Linked DNA regions of Mus musculus: region 2 is linked to region 1. A link is a contact called in public promoter capture Hi-C data. All regions are on one chromosome and are shown on one strand. Each heading gives the region's core, a stretch centred on a gene start, on an enhancer-like site or on the middle of the called end of the contact. The rest is flanking DNA. Distances are from core to core; before and after follow the strand shown. Region 1 has its middle 18 kb from the start of Gm23040. Region 2 holds the start of Uvrag (UV radiation resistance associated gene).

The links. Promoter capture Hi-C pulls out the DNA fragments that hold promoters and counts their contacts.
Region 2: a promoter capture Hi-C map of the 3T3-L1 cell line shows a contact between it and region 1, with 3 times the contacts expected there. The contact joins the promoter of Uvrag here to the enhancer-like site in region 1. A contact is called at or near these places in 4 of 39 promoter capture datasets (the 3T3-L1 cell line, 3T3-L1-derived adipocytes, pre-B cells and 1 more), 2 of 115 datasets of contacts at active chromatin or transcription factors (forebrain and memory CD8 T cells) and 1 of 9 other capture datasets (embryonic stem cells).

Annotation. Positions count from the first base shown.
Region 1 is chr7:98,522,853-98,526,415 of GRCm38.p6, reverse strand. No RefSeq gene overlaps it. Among named protein-coding and RNA genes, the nearest start is that of Gm23040, 18 kb to the right of the region's middle. Within about 2 kb of position 1,750, at least 115 of the 459 cell types and tissues checked have an H3K27ac peak or open chromatin away from gene starts, as enhancers often do. A contact at or near this core is called in forebrain, where this site is marked.
Region 2 is chr7:99,139,119-99,142,681 of GRCm38.p6, reverse strand. It overlaps Uvrag (UV radiation resistance associated gene), which reads left to right and starts at 1,538. Exons shown (of 15, transcript NM_178635.3): 1 at 1,538-1,848. The coding sequence starts at 1,732.

The sequences.
Region 1 (3,563 bases), core at 501-3,000:
GATGTCTATTACCTCTAAGTCTTGGAGGCTGCGAGTCTAAGCAGTGAGGGCCAGACTCTGGCAAGGTTCTCACACAGAAGGTGAAGGGTGGATGTGATGTGGAAGGAAGGAAGACATCTAGAGCAGGAAGCTGGAGAGTTGGTGTGATGGGTGGTTTCTGTCAACTTGACAGGATCCTACACATATCTGGAAAGGAGGATTCTTGACTGAGAAAATACCTTTATCAGATTGGCCTGTAGGTGAGTCTGTAGTGCATTTTATTGATTAATAATTGATGTGGGAGGGCCCAGCACATCCTGAATGATATCAGAAAGCAGGCTGAGCAGGCCATAGGAACAAGCCAGTGAACCATGTGCTCCCATGGTTTCTGCTTGAGTCTCTGCCTCCAGGTTCCCACCTTGAGTGCCTGGCCTGATATGATGATGTACTATGACATGGGAGGGGAAAGGAACCCTCTCCTCCCTAAGTTGCTTAGGTTGTGGTCTTTATCATAGCAATAGAAACCTAACTAGCACAGAGGGCTATGCCAGGCTCAGAAGGGCTACATCATAATCTCCCAGAAAGACTACATCATAACCTCTCAAAAGTGCTACATGAATTCCTTTTGAGGACAGAGTCCCAACAACCTAAGATACTAACTTCCACCTCTTAAACATTCCATCAGCTCTCATGTCACCACCTAAAGACCAAGCTTCCAAAACATGAATCACTGGGAGGGACATTCAACATCCAAACCACGGACCCCATTCACAATTCTGCAAATGTCATTTGAAAGGTCATATGTTGCTTCTCTCTTCCAATATACATTCATGTATTTCTTTTCTGTTACTGCCAGAATTCCAGATCATTTCCAGATTTTTGCCGTTATGAAAATATTCTTGATCTTTGTTCCCATTCTGGACTTTCACCCCTTAGAGCTGATTCCTGGAATCCCAGCACTGTGATCTGAGTTCATGGTTTTTCTTGGCCACACTCAGAGGGGTGAGTCTGTTAAGCTTTGCCCCGTGACTCTGTAGAGTCCCTGCCTTGGCCTGCTTCTCGGAGCCTGAGATCTCTAGTCCAGACACACTCACACCTAAGGCTGCTAAGAAGATGGATGGGCTGTGGCCCACCTGGGACAAGAAATGGGCCTCTTCTAGCCTCTATTCAGATTCTCTGCCTTTCCAGGGCTATAAACAGATGACCTGGAGCCAACAGAAGGAAGCCACACACAGGCATGGGGAAAGCTGAGAGAGGCGAGGGGCAGTATGGATGCTGAGCAGATCTGTGTTTGTAAGCACTCACAGGGCAGAGGAGCAAATGCTGGGGTCAGGTCCTCCCATTCTGGGAAGGATTGCACAAGTCAAAGATGCTGGGACTTGGGAGACTACCAGAAAGAGCATGTAGCAATAGAAACACCTTCCTTGACAGATGAGGTGGGGCAGCGGGCCTCTCCAAACCAAGTCCAGAGACACTGAATCTTATCCCACAGGCAGAAATTGGCAGTAATGTCTAAACTGAGAATAATCTTTAGGCTGTTGGGGATGGGGGGCAAGATAGAGAGTGGAAACTGAGTGAATGTAGGGAGACACCACCCAGCTTGAAGACGGTGTCAACACTGTGGCAAAAGAACCTGATCAAGGAGATGAGCGACACTGGGGACACAAGATGGAAAAAGTTACAATGACTGTTAGGGACAACAGTTTACAGACAACAGAACCAGGGCATCTGGATTCCAGTATTGCCTAAGTATGACCTGGAACAGATCTCTGGCTTACATCCAGGCCTCTGTTCCCACTATTCTACCTCTAGAAGGTCGCACCGGCTCATCTCTGAAGACCTTTATGCCTTTGAAATTCTGTGCTCCGCAGGCAGCCAGGCAGCCAGGGTTCCTGCAGGGAAGAGAAAAGCGGAGCCTGATTCTGAGCAAAGAAACGCTCAGGAAACAGGGAGCAGGGAGCAGGGAGCAGGGAGCAGGGAGCAGGGAGCAGGGAGCAGGGAGCAGGGAGCAGGGAGCAGGGAGCAGGGAGCAGGGAGCAGGGAGCAGGGAGCAGGGAGCAGGGAGCAGGGAGCAGGGAGCAGGATGGGTCAGGGTTCCAGCTCGGTCTCTCCACCTCATCCATCTTGTTAATCACAGCAGGGTGGCCCGGCTGAGGCCAGAGACCAGATGCAGAAGAGAGGAACTGTTTCAGCCGGTAGATCAGAGAGGAAGTATGGAGAGCTTCCAAAATGCTGTGAACGAGTTGTGGGCTCTGGCTGGGTGCCATCAGTCTTTAGTGAGCCAGATTCGGGGAGGCAGGCCCATTTCCCCTCCTGCATCACACCAGCAAGGTGATGAAGAGCCCTGGGGAGCTGACAACATTTGAAAGCAAACCTTGCCCCCCACTCCCCCCCCCTGCCCTCCGGAGCTAAATAGATGTCACGTGTCACCTGGCTGCAGTCTAAGGCTGCATCCTCCCACCCCACCCCAAAATGCACAGCTGCAGTCAGCAGGCTGCTCTGTCTCTCCTGGCCTTAGCTAGTTTCCAGGATGGTTGTTGCTCCCTTGGCCTTAATGCAAGATGGCTGCCACTGGCAGTGGAGGCCCCATGCTTGCCTGTAGCTATCTGGCTAAAGAGAGGCAGTGGAGATGGTTCTCCTGGCTGGGGTTGGAATTCCTTTTCTTTACTCTGAATGGGACAAATTGGGTTCGGTTTCCATCTCATTACAGCATCTCTGGGAATGCCCTATACTGACTGGCTTGGAGCAGTTGGGATCTAGAGTGAACGCTGGGAGTGGGGAGTACGGCCAAACAGAATTGGGGTTCTCCGAGGTGGTGACAGTGTGCTTATGGGCCCCTCAGTCTCAGCACTGACCAAACTAGATAGGGCAGGCACCAGGCCACCAGGGCACTGAGGGAAGGAGTGTGAGGAACTAGGGCCACCCAAAGGGTAGGTGGCAGGGACTGACCTGAGAAGACACAGAAATCCAAAGGGCTTCAAGCTGCACCTAAAGCCCGAGAGTGATTCCTCCGGGCTCAGCCAGTCTGTCCCCTAGGGCTGGCTCTGCTCCAGCCTGAGGGTGCACACCCATCACTAAAGCTGCCTCAGAGCTGACTTTGGACTAGATCCACAGCTGGGGATGTGGGTTTGAACTCTGGCTCTGAGCTTCTGTGTTCTCTGGCAGATGGGGTTAGGGGCCCCACCTTTCAGTGCCGCTTGGCTTCATTCCTGGAGGGCTGGGCGAAGTGAAATAGAGCTCTGCTAACTGTGAAGTGCTGTGTTACCACTGGGCTTCCCTTCTGCTGAATACATTAAGCCCTGGAAAGCTGTGGAAGGAGCAGACAGGCTTTGAATCTACTTGGCAATGGAAGAGATGTGTCCCAAGAGCGTTGGTGACCTGCTCAAGGTCATACAGGACTAGAATGTAGCCCTAGGGTTCCAGTCCTGTCTCTTGTCCTAGGCCCCCAGGGTTGAGATGGGTCCAGTCCTAAACTGGGGTGCTGGCGTTGGGGGGGGGCACAGCTGCCACTTGGCAGTGCCTGCTTGCACGTCCTCCAGTTTTTCGGGGGCCATTCTTCAGGGGTTCACTAAGGTGAGGTCATA
Region 2 (3,563 bases), core at 289-2,788, 620 kb before region 1:
TCAGTAAAAGATTTTAAATCCATCTATTATATGTTGGAGTCTTCATGGGCACAGATACTGGCCCACCTACCACCCCCCTCAGTGACACCAGTACTATTCAGCGCATGGACAGACAGTGGGGAGCTGACCTGCTCAGTGACAAAGCTAGAAGGTGGCAGTCAGAATCCCAAACTGCCTGCTTCCTGTTGTGTCTGCCTCTCTGAACACTGTGTTCTTTCAGCTATAACAGTCCAGGTGGTGGAGAAATTCACACTCTATGGGGACGGGGGAATCAATATTCTGCAAAATGACTCAGTGCTACTTATAGAAGCAATGGCTGTAGCTGCTATTATGGTCAAAGAAGTCTTCAGGGAAGGGAGGGCATTTGAGCTGTACCTTCATATTCATTTCTCTATTATCTGCAAGCAATGCGGATCCAGGGACGAATCAGACAAGGTCTTTTGGTTGAGGAATTCACATATGAGTGTTTGAATTCGGGGAGGCTGTGTGTGTTAAATGACTATTAAAAGACAAAGTGGAGGCTGCTGTGGTGGCACACTCCTGTAGTCCCAGCACCTGGGGAGCTGAGGTAGATTGAGCTACATGGTGAGTGGCAGGTCAGCCAAATCTCGCCCCTCCCCCCGCCCCGCCCCCGCGCAAAGCAAGTAAACAAACAAAGACAACACAATAGAATAAGCAGGTCTGTGGTAAAGGCAAGTTTCCTAATTCGGAGTTTCAGAGAAGTCTTTTGGAAGGACTCCTGCCCCAGCTGAAATACGATGGCTAAGCAAGCGTTAGTCACAAGCAGTAAAGGCTTTCTAGGCAGAGCATAAGCATCCCACCAGCAGAGGTGAGACAGTCTCTTGGCTGGCTGGCACACTTTGTGGCTAAGCTTACTAGTTATAGAAGCTAGAAGGGGCGTGGACTTGCAGGTCTGAGTGGATCACTGAAGAGCTGGTGGACTGCCCGATGGATCTTTGGTCTCAGTGATCGCGGCTCGGTGGCGGCTCCCCCTCTCAGTCATAAAGCGTGGCTTTTTTTTTTTTTTTTTGTACGTGGATGAGAACACTTCGGGAAGTCAGACCATCCATCCATCCCGACTCAGCTGGTGCCAAGCGGGTCCCCGCCCTCCACTGGAGGCTCTGTTACCATAGCAACTAGGTTAGGGCGGAAGTGGCTTAGAGGACTGACTCTCACTAATCAGGTGACTCTCCAGACTTCTGCACGTGACACGACATACCAGGCGCGCGCTCTACCTAATCAAGAAGCCGTCCCTGTTTCACTGACAACTGACAGCGCTCTAGAGCAATAGCCCACGAGGCTTCCCTAGGAGACCACACCCCTCAATAGGGAAAGGGCCAATTAGGCTGAGGCAAAGAGAAGTTACGCCCCAGGTTTAGCCCGGGTTTGACAGACGCAATTGAGGCCATCCTAGAGTCCCTCCGCCCCTAGCCATTGCGGCCGACGACGGACGGGCCCACTGGCCAATAGCACGTCCCTTGGCCGCCACCGGGTCCCGCCCTCTCAGAAACGGAACCAATGAGCACGCCAGCTCTGGGCCGGGTGGAGGGGTTGCACTGCGGTAATATGGCTCTTCCTTAGCCAGCGGCGGTGGCCAGCGCGGGCGCAGAGCTGCTGGGGCTCTCGGTGCCCGGTTTCTAGGCTGTAGGGGCTCTGCGAATCACAGCTCGGGAGGCAGCGGCCGATGCGGGAGGACTGCCCACCTGGCCGCTCGGCGGCTCAGGGGTCCAGATGAGCTCCTGCGCCTCGCTCGGGGGCCCGGTGCCCCTGCCACCCCCGGGCCCGTCCGCCGCGCTGACGTCCGGTGCCCCCGCGCGGGCCCTGCATGTGGAGCTGCCGTCTCAGCAGGTGAGCCGGCCGCGAGCCGGGGGGCGGAGAAGGTTGGCGGGGCTCGCAGGGCTGAGGAGGGCTGACAGGAGGAGGAGCCCCCTCCCCGGCCGTTCCCGCGCTCAGACCCCCGCATCCCTCCAAGAAGGCGCCGGGGAGCCCTGCCCCGCTGGCCGCCGCCGCGCTTTCCCTTTCGCTCCCCGATCGAGGAGTCGGTTTTCTGCACTTATTCTTAGCGTTTCGGGTGCTTCCTTCCGCTCCTCCTGAGGAAGGTATTTGGGACGTTGGGGTTTCCTTTCCAATCTCAGATCCTCATGGCACACTCCACTCCCTCGGGTGAGTGTCTGGAAGGAGGATTTGAAGTAAATATTCATAGCTTGTATCTCACGTGTGTGTGTGTGTGTGTGTGTGTGTGTGTGTGTGTGTGTGTGTGTGTAATAAGGACAAGAGAACACTGACTTTGGGAATCTGACAAAATTCTTGGCAACACCCGCCTATCAGTACATCTTCCACTGGCCTCCCTCAGTCCCTCGGGGAGACTCTGCAGGAACCTTAGCATTGAAGAGGACCTGGAGAAACTGTCAGTCATGGAGAGGTTACCGAGCTGGGTCTGTGCAAAGTGAGCATTGAATCGTCACAACTCCATGAGATAGCTGGTTTTATTGTCCCGGTTTCTCAGTTCTAGGAACAAGCTTGCTCACTGCCTCTCTGTTAGTGTTTCTGGTGGGGATGGATTTCCAAATACAGAGTCTGACTCCAGCTTGTGCTCAGCAGCAATAGTTTGCTTTAGACTTGAGAGCAGCTGCTCCACCACGGTCCACAGGACGAGCTCCCTCAGACCCTTTCTGTAACTTTCCATCCTTGCAAGAGACAGGAAGGAGCCACTTAGGAGCGCAGAGGCTATGGGAGAGAGGGCCAGGCATAGAGTGCATCGGAATGTAAAGGAAAGAGCAATGTTGCACCCCACCCCCCCAACCCGGTGCCGGATGAGGTGCCGGATGAGTAGGGAAGCAACGTTAACTGCAGAAGCAAGGCTCTGTAGTAGGAGAGAATTTAGCAAATCAGAAGGCATGTGCCCAGGTTTTGTAGTGCCATTGGAGAGGGAGTTTGGAGAATATTAGGAGTTGGAAAGGAATGAGGCTTGTATTGCGTTTCCAGGTCGTGGGAGAGGATGAGAGGGTGGCTGGGAGAGTAGTCTGTGGATTGGGCATTAATGTGAATTTTTGCCTGTGTGGGAGGTGGAGTGTGAGGGCCTGCTGGGAGAAGCAATAGTGAGCACTGTTAGGAGCCGCCTGGAGAAATTGGGCATCTAGATGGGCATAGTTTAGGGAAGCTGTGAGAGCATGGCGGGTTGGAGAAGAGAACAAGGCATGTTTTCCTGACTAGAGCCTGTTCTAGCAATAACGGTTCAAAACTAGAAGAACTAATCCAAGCCAACTGCCGGTTCAACACAGTTCAACTCCATTTGTTAGTGTTGGTCGAGTTTCTAGATTGGCATATAGTGTCCTAAGTGTCAGCTGGGTGCTGCGTGAGGATTTGGCATGCCACTTAAAGTTTTTTCTGGGCGTGTCGTCCTTGGACTGTGAGGCAGCCTATGTAAAAACACATTCCTTCTGTGGTTGATATTAATTCTGCTTTCTAGACCAAATGCACAAGTTTGGGGAAACAAATATTTTTAAAATAGGCGTTTTGTTGATTAACGTATTAACTTACTCTATAATACAAGTTCCAATAGT